Regions from separate parts of the Bombyx mori genome. Here region 1 is linked to region 2. A link is a contact called in public Hi-C data. All regions are on one chromosome and are shown on one strand. The core of a region is the stretch at or near the end of the contact, and the rest is flanking DNA. Distances in the headings are between cores, read along the strand shown.

Region 1 (5,947 bases), core at 906-3,405, 68 kb after region 2:
ATTGTCTCCAGATACATGGCTGCAGGGAAGCACATCGGCAAGGTAGTGATCCGAGTCCGCGAGGAGGAGGCGGACGGAGCGCGGCCTGCCGCCCGGCTGATGGTGGCTGCGCCCCGCACCTACTTCCACCCGGCCAGGACGTACGTACTCGTCGGTACGTATTCCACAACAGCAACCTGATCGAATACATTTTCAGTTATGAGGAAATTGCAACTCTATATTTTCATCAAAACTTAGACATACAAGCGTCGTATCTACGCCATTAAGCTTCGCTTACGGTACCAATAAGCTGAATGTGATGATATAAACTTAAGGCGTCATTACGTGCCTGCGTGACGTCATTCGCATCGAGTAACATGTTCGTCTGCAGGGCTTGTCATTGCAATTCTAACCTCAAAAGAAGTAAACGCTTAGTAAATTATAGTAAAAATTTTATTACTATATTTTTATTGTGGTTGATAGTTGAAACTTTGTAATGGAAAATAATCACATTCACTTTTAAAATAATATTCAATTTTAATTAAAAAAACGAAGAAGCAGTCTCTGAGTAATTCAGGTCCAACACGTGTGATATGTGATACGACAAATATATTTGTTAAATTTGGTACTACTTCAATAGTTTTCTTTTAAGTCCCATGTTCCAATGCCAGTGAAGGTCAGATGAGATGGTGACGTGTCTAGTAAGTTCTCTTCCAAGGTCACGTTGTTCCTCAGGTGGACTGGGTGGGTTCGGACTGGAGTTGGCTCAGTGGCTGATCGTGCGCGGAGCCACTCGCCTCGTGCTCAACTCCCGCAGCGGAGTGCGCACGGGATACCAGGCCTGGTGCATACGCAGGTGAGGCAACGTATATTTCATATCTTGTTTTTCTCGAATTTCTTATGCTTGAATTTTTCATCTGGTATCATTTAGAGGTTACCGGAGTCCATTGGCTACATCATAAGCTCTAGCCGTTGTTGCGCCCTTCAAATCGAAATGTATAACTCCTGCCGCGTCAGAAATAGGATGATCTGATATATGACCTAAGAGTAAACCGTAAAACGAGTAAGAACATATCGTCTTCTCGCATTAAAGCTGTAATAATCTCAAAACTTACTAATTTTACGGGAGAACGTTTGTAAGGTTTAACATGTAATATTTTCAATATTAATCATCTTTGTAATATTATTTTTTTATTTTTTATCAGTTACATTATCTGTCTTTTAAAGTAACATAAAATTATGTATTAATTTTGTTAATAGTAGTCAAAACACAGGTAAACTAAAAAAAAAACTAAAACTAAATTACGCTCTTTTGACAATATTTATAAGAAAAATACTGGTGATACCAAATGTTTAACGTATATTAACTCAATTTCGAATATTTTTGGAAATTGTACACTTTTAATGCGAAAAGGCGATATGCCAGTGGTCTTGTGGCTCATTGCTTACAAGCCGTGTGTGTGTGCAGGTGGCGCTCGCGCGGCGTGCAGGTGTTGGTGTCGCGCACGGACAGCAGCACGGCGGAGGGCGCTCGCGCGCTGCTGCAGGCCGCCGCCGCGCTGGGGCCCGTGGGCGGACTGTTCAACCTGGCCGCCGTGCTCCGGGACGCCTTCCTCGACAAGCAGACGCCGGCCGACTTCCAGACCGTCGCCAAGCCCAAGATCGACGGTCAGTTACACGATAGACCCTTGTTTAGATGGGTGGACGAGCTCACAGCCCACTAGGTGTTTAGTGGTTACTGGAGCCCATAGACATCAACGACGTAAATGCGTCACTCATCTTGAGATATAAGTTCTAAGGTCTCAAGTATACTTACAACGGCTTCCCTTCAAACGGAAACGCATTACTGCTTCAGGCAGGATGGTGGTACCTACTCGCGCTGACTCACAAAAGGTCCCACCACCAGTGTATTTAAACGTTACGCTGCCAAAAAACAATTTGTAGCCCCGTCATGTCTTCTTGATGATTGATAATGAAGCTTTGTTTGGTCGAGGGTTGTCAGGATTGTATCGATCCAAGTCCCCAGCGTCACTAACCTTCCCCGGTGACCCCGCAGCTACCAAGGCCCTGGACGCGGCGAGCCGGGAGCTGGCCCCCGAGCTGGAGTACTTCGTGGTGTTCTCGTCGGTGTCGTGCGGGCGCGGCAACCCCGGACAGAGCAACTACGGCCTCGCCAACTCCGCCATGGAGCGGATCGTGGAGAGGAGACAGGCCGACGGGCTACCCGGCCTGGCCGTGCAGTGGGGCGCCATCGGTGAGTCCGGTCGATTGTCGTGTCGACATTGTACCTACATATCTATATATATATACCGACCGATTTGGCTAATTTTGGTCTTGAATTATTCGTGGAAGTCCAGAGAATGTTTAAAAGGTAGATAAATATGGAAATTCTCGGAATTAAATAAAAATAACAATTTTATTTTTCCTTTGATGTATACGCCGTCACACGGATTCCTTTATTTGTTTAATTGGAACGAAGTTCCTTACGGCAGGCTTGGAGGGGATAGGGATTATGTGCGCGACCGAACTGAAAAAAATGTGATAGTAAAACCGTAAGAAAAAATCCGTGGAAAAAAGTGCGTGGAATAAAACCGTTAAATGAGACGTGCGCAGGCGCGACAGTCGCATACACAAGCGAGTAGTGTATAATACCTTTCTCTTTCTCCCTCTTTCTTTTACTTTTACATACTTGCCTGCACTTAAATAAAAACTAATCAGCAAAATTTAAGAGAAAAATCAAGAAAACCTACATAAAATTGAGCACGATTTTTTTTTTCCAAATTGTGTCGATTCTACTAAGCCGAAGGAACTTCGTTCCTACCTGGTGTCCCACGACACCACATCTTTCTTTTTTTAAGTTTATTTTCTATAAAAGCTTAGGTCTTTTATCGATTGAGGCACTACGAAGTCTGCCGGGTCAGCTAGTACACAATAAAATAACCAGTCTAGTTGTGACGGACGTTAATGTTAATGTAATTCTCTACGATGTATGAGTTCAGCCTGTCTTAATTCAAGTCTGGTGGTAGGATGTATTGTGAGTCCGTACGGGTAGGTACCACCACCCTGCCTACTTCTGCCATGAAGCAGTAATGCGTTTCGGTTTGAAGGGCGGGACAGCCGTTGTAACTATACTGAGACCTTAGAACACATATCTCAAGGTGGGTGTCGGCATTTATTTTGTAGATGTCTATGGGCTCCGGTAACCACTTGACATCAGGTGGGTCGTGAGCTCGTCCACCCAACTAAGCAATAAAAAAAAAAAAGTCATTTTATTTTCGTTGATTAAAAAAATAACACACATTCCCTTAACACAAGACCGTTACGCTTTAGTGTACGTAATTACGTGCTTTTACAATAAAAAATAAAAAAAAATTCGTACAAGTTAATAACATTAATTTTTTAATTGTGTATCGAATCACACGATTCCCAACATATCGATATAGTTTGTAACTCTCTAAATATTGAATAAATGACGTATCAGGTGAGGTCGGTCTGATCGTGGAGACGATGGGCGGCGACGACACGGAAGTGGGGGGCACGGTCCCGCAGCGCATCGCGTCCTGCATGGAGGCGCTGGGCGCGCTGCTGGCCCAGCCCCACGCCGTGGCCGCCAGCATGGTGCTCGCAGACAAGCGGCGCGCCCAGCAGGCGCCCAAGCAGGACCTGGTCCACGCTGTGGCCAACATACTGGGCATCAAGGATCCTAGCAAGGTGTGCTGCTTGTTTGCATATTATGCCACCAAACTTAATGGTCTTTTCGGTGTGTATTGTAGGGTCTGAAAGATCAAACCGTCATTGAAACTAGCACGTCATCTTTTGGAGTGAAATAAATAAGGTGGGCAGTTTTGCCTTTGTATTTATGGGCGCTATTAACTGCTTGGTCACACTCTGGCCTACTCGTCGGCCTGAAAACACTAAAGGATGGTGCGAAGTTGGTTCATATTGATTTTAAAATCTAAGATATGGGTGTGCTATAAGGTGAATAAATGATCTCACGGTCCATTTGGTCTTAATGAATTTTGGAGATCATTCATTCCAAAGCATAAGACTTAATTTTTACTGTCTTACCCAACCCCAAAAAAAAACACAAGGCCGATAAGGGGACCGTTTCGAGATAAGTTTTGGAAATGTTGTCAGCACCTATATACGTCTATATATGTATGTAAAACGAATATGTAATAAATTAGTGATTTTACCATCCCTCATTACCCATATGCAGGTGTCCGAATCCGCTAATCTAGCTGAACTCGGAATGGATTCTCTGATGGGCGCAGAGATCAAACAGACATTAGAGCGAGGGTACGACGTGGTCCTGGGAGTCCAGGAAATCCGAGCCCTGACTTTCGGTCGGCTGAAGGTGATGGCGGGGGTGGGGAGCGAGGGGGAGGGGGCCGGCGCCGACACCCCCCGCGGCCCCGCCGACCTGGTGCAGTTCGCGGCGCTCGGAGAACTCATGCCCAAGCAGACCCTCGTGAAACTGCCCAGCGCACAGCCGCCTTCTGCTGAGGCACCCCCTGTCTTCATGGTAAGGGCTTTAAATACAACTTCGATAGCTTTTTTTTAATTGCTTACATGGGTGGACGAGCTCATAGCCCACCTGGTGTCATGTGGTTACCGGAGTCCTATCTATAACGTAAATGCCGCCACCCACTTTGAGATATGAGATATCAGTTCTTAGGTCTCACTATATTTATAACAGCTGCCCCACCCTTCAAACGGAAACACATTACTGCTTCGCGGCAGAAATAGGCGGGGTGGTGGTATCTACCCGCGAGGCCTCGCAAGACGTTCTAACACCAATAGCTGTCATTTATTACTAGATACTAGTGGTTCCGGAGTAGTCGATAGTCTAGGGGATCCGCTGGATGCAGGCAGCGCAGGACCGGTCTTTGTGGCGAGGCTTGGGGGGGAGGCTTATGTCCAGTAGTGGACGTCTGTGGGCTGATAAGAAGAAGAAGAAGAAGAAGGATAGATAATTTGTAAAATAAAATTCTTAATTGATAAAGGTATATTTTCGTCCGTAGGTGCACCCTATAGAGGGCGTGGTGGACCTGCTCCGCGGCGTGGCGAGCGAGGTGGCGGGCGCGGTGTTCGGGCTGCAGTGCGCGGCCGGCGCGCCGCTGTCCTCCATGGCGGCGCTGGCGGAGCACTACGTCACGCACGTGCGCACCGTGCGCCCCCACCAGCCCTACCTGCTGCTGGGATACTCCTTCGGCGCCGCCGTGGCCTTCGAGATGGCGCTGCACCTCGGTGCGTGTATATCCTGACGTAATTAACTACCTAAATAGGCCGACATCATGCCACCTCTCGATTGTCGTACACCGTGTGCGAATGTTCAGTCATGGTTTGGTCGCATTACCCATAAACCAAAGCAGGCGTTGCAAGGGATAGAAATATGAATAGTAACAAATCAAAAATCAAATCTGTTGTCACAGTTTTTTCAAAATTTATTTTTCAGTTTTGTAATAAATTAGCAAAATAATGTTTATTAGATTTTGTTGTTGTTGAGTAGATGGGTAGACGAGGTCATCGTCTTAAGTCGTTACCAGAGCCCATAAATATCTACAACGCAAATGTCGCTACACACCTCGAGATATGAGTTGTAATGTCTCATATTTTAAAGTACAACGGCTGCCCCGCCTTTCGAACCGAAACGCATTACTGCTTCACGACAGAAATAGGCAGGGGTGGTAGTACCCACCCGCGCGGACTCCTAAAACGTCTTACCAGCAGTATAATGTATGCACGTGCTCATTGTGTGCAGAGGAGGCGGGCGCGGCCGTGCGGCTGGTGCTGGTGGACGGGTCGCCCGCGTACGTGGCCACGCACACGACGCGCGGGCGCACGCGCGGACAGTCGCGCGGCGGCTCGCGCGGACAACGCACGGGCCCCGCCGCCGCCGACGAGGCCGACGCGCTCGCATACTTCGCGCAGCTCTTCAGGGACATCGACGCCGCCAAGGTACTGT
Region 2 (6,644 bases), core at 246-2,745:
TGTCGTCGTCTAGTGGAGTCAGTTTACGATCTTCATCAGAGTGGCTCCCCCCTCTTGGTGTGTGTGCTGTGAAAAAAAAACAAAATTGATAGCATAAATCAACTCGCCCAAACCATCTAAGAGAAACTGAAAATGCAAATACATTTCATTTATTGATTATTGATTGATTGTTGAAGGTGTTGGAATTTTCCCAAGATGTTTTTGTAATAACCCAGCCAACATTGTTAACGATCGATAACAAAGTTATATTGTCATAGTAAGACATTGCATTGTAGCATTTTCAAAATGACACACATTTTAACCCTTTGCTGTCTGAGGACAACACAGTGATGTTGTGTGCAAAATAGCAGCTAACAGCCAGCCACATCTCAGTCTTATCTTGTACAAAATAGGGGTCAAAGGCCAACCACACTACAGTTGTGTTATGAGCATAGTATCGCTCAGTGGCAGGTGACAGCAGTTTAGCATCTTGTATTCTATTGGTATCTTGGAACAATAATCAACAAAAAAATTGCCAAAGAACATGTAAATAATCAAACATTTAAGAGAAACAATTTTTTTAATTTATTTACGTATTTTTCAAATTTCATGAAAGTAGGGAAACAGAGTTGAGAACTTAAGACAACTAACGATAAGATTAGTAGAACTTAACAATTTATAATTTCCCGATAATGTCAAGAACGACAAGCCAATTAGCACTCTGACACTAAGCAAATAATATTATGATACGTGCAGATAGCAGTGTTAATTTAGCTTCACTATACTTACACACACAATTGCTATTGTTGAAGATATTTTGGAGACGCTCTTCGGCAGAGGAAAGGTCACCGAGGGCACCACCTGCAGCTGATTTTCTTCGTGCCTTGTATTTTATATCGACCCAGTACTGAAATTTTTTTTACAATTTAGTTAACAATATATAGCTAATACGGTTAATATGCGATTAAAATATAAAACTATGCAGTATTAAACAAATAAAGGAACTTGCACGGGATTGCTCTGCTATATGCGCTCGTGCTTAAGATAGTAAAAATAAAACTCACGCGAGACCACTTATCAGGCGACTTTCTTGCGCCTCCAGTATCAGCAGCAGCAGCATTTAGTCGCTCCGCCAGCAACCTCCAAAGCTTACTCGAACTATAGCGTGAATAAATTGCCTGTTTGCCCGCTGCAAAATCAGGGTGCTCTTCCATAAAAGTCAACAATAAGTCCAGTTGCTCTGAGCTTACCCTGGATCTAATTAAACTAGTACTCATTTCTGCTTCGACGACATGTTATATATAAAATTAGTATACTTTAAAAGCTATACTAATAAAATGACAAATTTATTAATATTTATCTTTACCAATAATCTTGTCAATATTTTTAAAAAGTTGAAACCTCCGATTGAAACTTGAAAGTACCTACATTATTGTTAATTTTGATTAATCTATTACATAGGACATAGGCAAAGAAACAAGGCCCGTTCTGCCAAAAATTTTGTAGTAAACACTAGAGTCTGGCAAGCGAAAGTAGACACTCGAATTAGGTCTATGGTCAAAACAAGATTGCGAGTAGTTAGTGATTTGTTGTGACTTTTTTGAGCATTTTTCTAACTCAAAAATGAATAAAACTATTAAAAGTGGAGTGAGGGAGATGTCGTTTCGCATGATTTCTAAATTTGAATAAAAACAACAGGAGAAAAACGCTGTATTCAAACAGAAACAATATTGTTTACGTGTGGTGTTGAATTTCATAAGTTAGTATGACACTTAGAAGTTGATACATTGTTTGAAATCGTAATTATTATTTATATTTTTACAAAACTATTTCTCTATTTCGATCCATATTCAGTTTATATTACGTTAAATAGCTTCATAATAATACATTATTGTTATCTAACATACCTTAATAAATGTTACATTGTAATTTTAACACAACTTGTTTTCTTTACAGAAAATCTGGTGGATGTAGCAGGGGTTGATGAGATAGTGAAAACTATTGAAAAACTGACTGGTTTGGAGCAAAAAGACAGGATAAGAACCCAGAACTAATACTTGGATAAAATAGCTTCAATCACTGGTAAGTTTTTCCCAAGTACATAAGTTTATATAAAGATATAATCTAATAAATGCAGCACTTATGTAATCATTCTGTTTCATCATTCTTTACAGAAGTGAGTGTTACAACATTAAAAAAAATAAAAAAGGAAGGTACAGTAAATGCAGGCGTCTGGAATACCCCAGGGAAAAAACGGCCACATAAGCTCACGACTTAGATAATTTCGATATAGATGTTATTCGTAACAAAATTAACGAATTTTACATCGTTAGAAAACAAGTTCTTACGTTGAGAGTTCTGTTAATGGAATTAAGAGAAAGCATTGGATTTAATGGATGCAGAGAAACTCACTTATTTGTCCAATGGCTATGAATTTAAGAAAAATAAGAATAGGCGTTCATTGTTAATTGAACGTTATGACAGATCTGCCTGGAGACATCGGTTTTTAAGAACCATGTCTTTGAAACGTAGAGAAGGAAAGTCAATAATTTATTTATACGAGACCTATGTTCATAAAAACTACAAGCCCAAGAAGTCTTGGCAAGGTCCATCTACAAGTGGTGCAATTGAAAATGTTTCGACAGGGAAAAGGTATATAATTGTACATGCTGGATCAGAGAAAGGCCCTGTGCCAAACTCATTGTTAGTCTTTAGCACTAAATCCAAAATGGCGGACTACCACCGCGACATGAATACTGTAAACTTTAATAAATGGCTAAGAGAAAAGCTTTTTTTTATTTTATTTTATTGCTTATTTTTATTGCTTTTGATGGGTGGACGAGCTCACAGCCCACCTGGTGTTAAGTGGTTATGGAGCCTATATACATCTAGAACGTAAATGCGCCACCCACCTTGAGATATAAGTTCTAAGGTCTCAAGTATAGTTACAACGGCTGCCCCACCCTTCAAGCCGAAACGCATTACTGCTTCACGGCAGAAATAGGCAGGGCGGTGGTACCTACCCGCGTCGACTCACAAGAGGTCCTACCACCAGTAATTACACAAATTATAATTTTGCGGGTTTCATTTTTATTACACGATCATTGCCGAATGATGAAACTAAACTAGTCAAGAGGAGATTAGGCGCGTGCAGTCTGGAGGCCGCGCGAGGCTGCCAGTGGCCGCTGGCATCGCCGCCGGCCGCTGCCGGACGCTGCCGGCCGCTGCCATTCCGGTGTGACTCGGCCCTAATGAATCTTTTTACATGGAAGTTATAGATTCAGATTTTGATCATGAAAGTGAATATACCAAAATTATTATAGAATATTGTTTTTTTTTTTAAATCAGATTGCCATATAATACCTACTCTTATTTTTGATTCAGACGTAGTAAGCTGATTTTTCGAAATGTCACGTGTTTCTTTGATTTGGATCAATATAGGTAATGATTTTACATCTCTGAATAGAAATTAGATTTTACGCGATTACCGCTACTCATTTTAACATTATTATTTTTAACTTACCTAACCTAAGCCATTGGTGGGCAAAGGCCTCCCTCGAATCCTTCTAGGAACTTGAATTTATAGCAATCGTATTTATCAAAAACTTAGTGATTTGTTTCTTTTGATAAGAGGTTACCTAGGTAGGTTAGTGCTACTACTACCCCAGTATTGATTTATTTCATAGACTTATTCCCATTCTTGGACCTATTCACATGCAGTCGAGCAGAAGTGTACAAATAATACTATTTTTCAGCAAAAACTAATTATTGTATATTATAAAGTATCAAATTATGATGTTCGAGATATGTCATACTAATTTTGGGGTTGCTATACTGAAATTTTTTAAATTTGCCCCGCTTTTTCAGTCTCTACTTTGATTTGCCAGACTCTAGCTATTTTGGTATTTAAACTGAAATGTAATGGAATGAAAATGAACATTAAATTAATTTCATGTCTCAAAGTAATCGTTTTCATTACATTTCATCTCATTTCATTTCACTCTATATTATAATTTTTCATTAAAATAAGAATATAAATTAAAATAAGACATGTCTTAAAGGTCTCAGTTACCAGATCATAAAATCCCATAAAAAAATGTAGGTACCTACGTAAGTCATAAATTGTTTACTTTAATAATTATTATTTAATGTTAATTGCGATTGAAGTGTAAATACACTACAAATTTTAATTTAAATAAATTAAAATAAAATATTAAAAAAATGCAATTGTTGTTATTTTACATTTCATGTTCTTGAGTTTTCTTCCAGTAATTAGGTATGTATGTATTTATTATTTTTTTCAAAAGAATTAAAAGATACTATTGTGCGTGTTTTTCGTATAGTATGTAAAATGTATGTTTTTACCTCGTATATATATTTATAGTTTTTTTTCTTTTGGCTGTCACTATAGCTTTACCATCTTTATCATCAGAATTTACTTGTCTTAGCAATTTAATACTACTATCAAATACATGTAATGACATAAGTACTTGGTATTTGTGTATTTATTATTCTTAATTTTTTTATACTGGTAACTGGGGTTAAAAATATAAGATTTTAAACATTAAATTAGACTAAATTGTTGTAAAATCATTTCTTTATATAGAGATATTACATAGTTAAATATAAATAGGGCAAAGACAAAACATCTTGTTTTTCTCATGTTAACATTTTTTTCCAACTTTGCAAGAAAATTCATTAAATTATTCTAAATCTGTGTGTCAGGATATGGTTGAATTTGGAGTAATGGGTGGTGACTAGTCTTAACAGTTTCCTTAAAAAGCTAATCATAATTTGAAAAATATCTTTAATGTCGCAATGCAAACAACTGTTATTATTAATTTTTATAATTAATTTCCAGTTAACTGAAAAATGTTAGGACAGCAATTGAGAGTTGCAGCATCTCATGCTGAAGCTTGTATGGGACGAATGAGAGCGTGGCGAATACACGCATATGGACCTACTACTGAGTTGAGACTGGAAGAAGCACGCGTACCTCCGCTAAGAGCTCCAGATGAGATCTTAGTTCGGGTTCATGCATCTTCAGTGAATCCCATTGACGTTGCTATGATTGGTATGTTTTTTTTATTCCCCTTCCTAGGCAGACCAGAGCATGCGGACCACCTCAGTGAGTAGTTACCATCGCCCATGGACGTCAGCAACTACAGGGGCAGAGCTAAGCTGCTGCCTACTGTTAAGTACTCTCCACAAACCTCATTTGAAGAAGGACATGTCAAAGCGCTCAGGAAATACCGTGGAAAGGAGCTCATTCCAAAGGCAGATAGTTTGTGGCAAACAAGATCACTGGAAATGTACTGTGGATAAACACAGTGGCTCCAGGTAGTACGGAATAGTACCTGAATTGTAGGTAGTTGAATAAATTATATGCAATTTTTTTGGTAAATGACTAAAGAATTGCTAAGTGCAGGGTGTAGCCTATTGAAGCATACTGGTACGGAGACTATGATAGTTGTAGTGCTAATGACTAGGTGACTTCACTTACAGGCCCTAATGAAGATTTGACAGTAGGAAGGTAGTGACCCTGAGCTATATGACCCATCAAATCATACTCTCATCATCATACTCTTCATTGCTATAGCATGTGTGATACTTTTGAACCAAGCCAAGTGTGATAAGCTAGAGTCGTTTAATATTCCAGGAGGTTATGGTTCTAAAATATTAAACACACTGCGAACCATAGAAAGTGGTGAAGGGATAGAATTCCCTTTGATAGCGGGACGTGATTTTGTGGGCGAAGTTGAAAGGGCTGGTGTGGGAGCAAAACTAAAGCGTGGAGAGCGAATTTGGGGAGTTATACCCCCTCATCGCCAAGGGGCACATTCTGAATATGTAGTTGTGAAAAATTCCTGGGTAAGTTTTATTATCAAACCAACAACATCCATAGAAAGTAACAATTAAGAAATAAAAATCTTCTTTTTCTCCACCTTATTATCATTCTAATCATTCTCTTCCATTTTCTTCTATAAACCGCCATCTCAACGATTACTCCTCTCTCTCATATCGTCATTCACACACTCCATCCATGTCTTCTTCGGTCGACCTCTTCCCCTCTACCTTGCACTACCATTTCCATAATATATTTCCTAGTCACATGCATCTTTTCTATACGCATCACATGTCCATACCGCCTGTAGGGTCTGCTGCGGGAGTCTTGGTTCAGGCAATATGGGGTGTAGGTCCGTTACCGGAATGACTTATGTCCAATTTCACACACACACAGCAATTTACACAAAAACGATTAGAAGGAGATGCAATGAGCACAAGCACAGGTGGATAGTTCACAGTAAACTGTAAGAACGAGTCCAGGCAAAGAAGGAGACATAAATTGTATACACTAAACATTCAATATAAACTTAGTCACCACACACGCTAACCACATTAATTAAGAAATAAAACTAATTTGTATAAATCTTTATTTATTCAATTTTTTTTTAAATTATAATAATACATTCCTGCATATTAGCATAGCATTAATATTACATATTATTAGCAAATATCTATATATTAATATGTGAAGCAAAAACTTTATATCCCTTTTTACGAAAATTGCGCGGACGGAGGAGTGTGAAATTTTCCACACTTATAGAGAATATAGAGAAGGAGTGCAGAATGCTAATATTTTGTTAAAATAATGCATAAAAGAT

The links. A called contact is a pair of places that touch in the nucleus more often than the background predicts.
Region 1: a Hi-C map of whole pupa shows a contact between it and region 2, with 4 times the contacts expected there. The contact joins the enhancer-like site here to the promoter of LOC101746004 in region 2. A contact is called at or near these places in 3 of 7 Hi-C or Micro-C datasets (midgut, posterior silk gland and whole pupa).

Annotation. Positions count from the first base shown.
Region 1 is chr11:19,361,611-19,367,557 of ASM3026992v2, forward strand. LOC110385370 (fatty acid synthase) reads left to right here. Exons shown (of 26, transcript XM_062671277.1): 17 at 12-154; 18 at 715-835; 19 at 1,448-1,647; 20 at 2,036-2,233; 21 at 3,461-3,690; 22 at 4,199-4,504; 23 at 5,004-5,229; 24 at 5,744-5,940. Among protein-coding and RNA genes, the nearest start is that of LOC101743597, 10 kb to the right of the region's middle. Within about 2 kb of position 2,156, at least 1 of the 8 cell types and tissues checked has open chromatin away from gene starts, as enhancers often do.
Region 2 is chr11:19,294,286-19,300,929 of ASM3026992v2, forward strand. It overlaps LOC101746004, which reads right to left and starts at 1,496. Exons shown (of 4, transcript XM_004927122.5): 1 at 1,044-1,496; 2 at 769-886; 3 at 1-66. The coding sequence starts at 1,256. It overlaps LOC105841763 (a long non-coding RNA gene), which reads left to right and starts at 1,559. Exons shown (of 3, transcript XR_009974370.1): 1 at 1,559-1,778; 2 at 1,936-2,061; 3 at 2,154-2,766. LOC101745717 (reticulon-4-interacting protein 1, mitochondrial) reads left to right here and starts at 4,049. Exons shown (of 7, transcript XM_004927120.4): 1 at 4,049-4,255; 2 at 4,841-5,053; 3 at 5,639-5,850. The coding sequence starts at 4,852.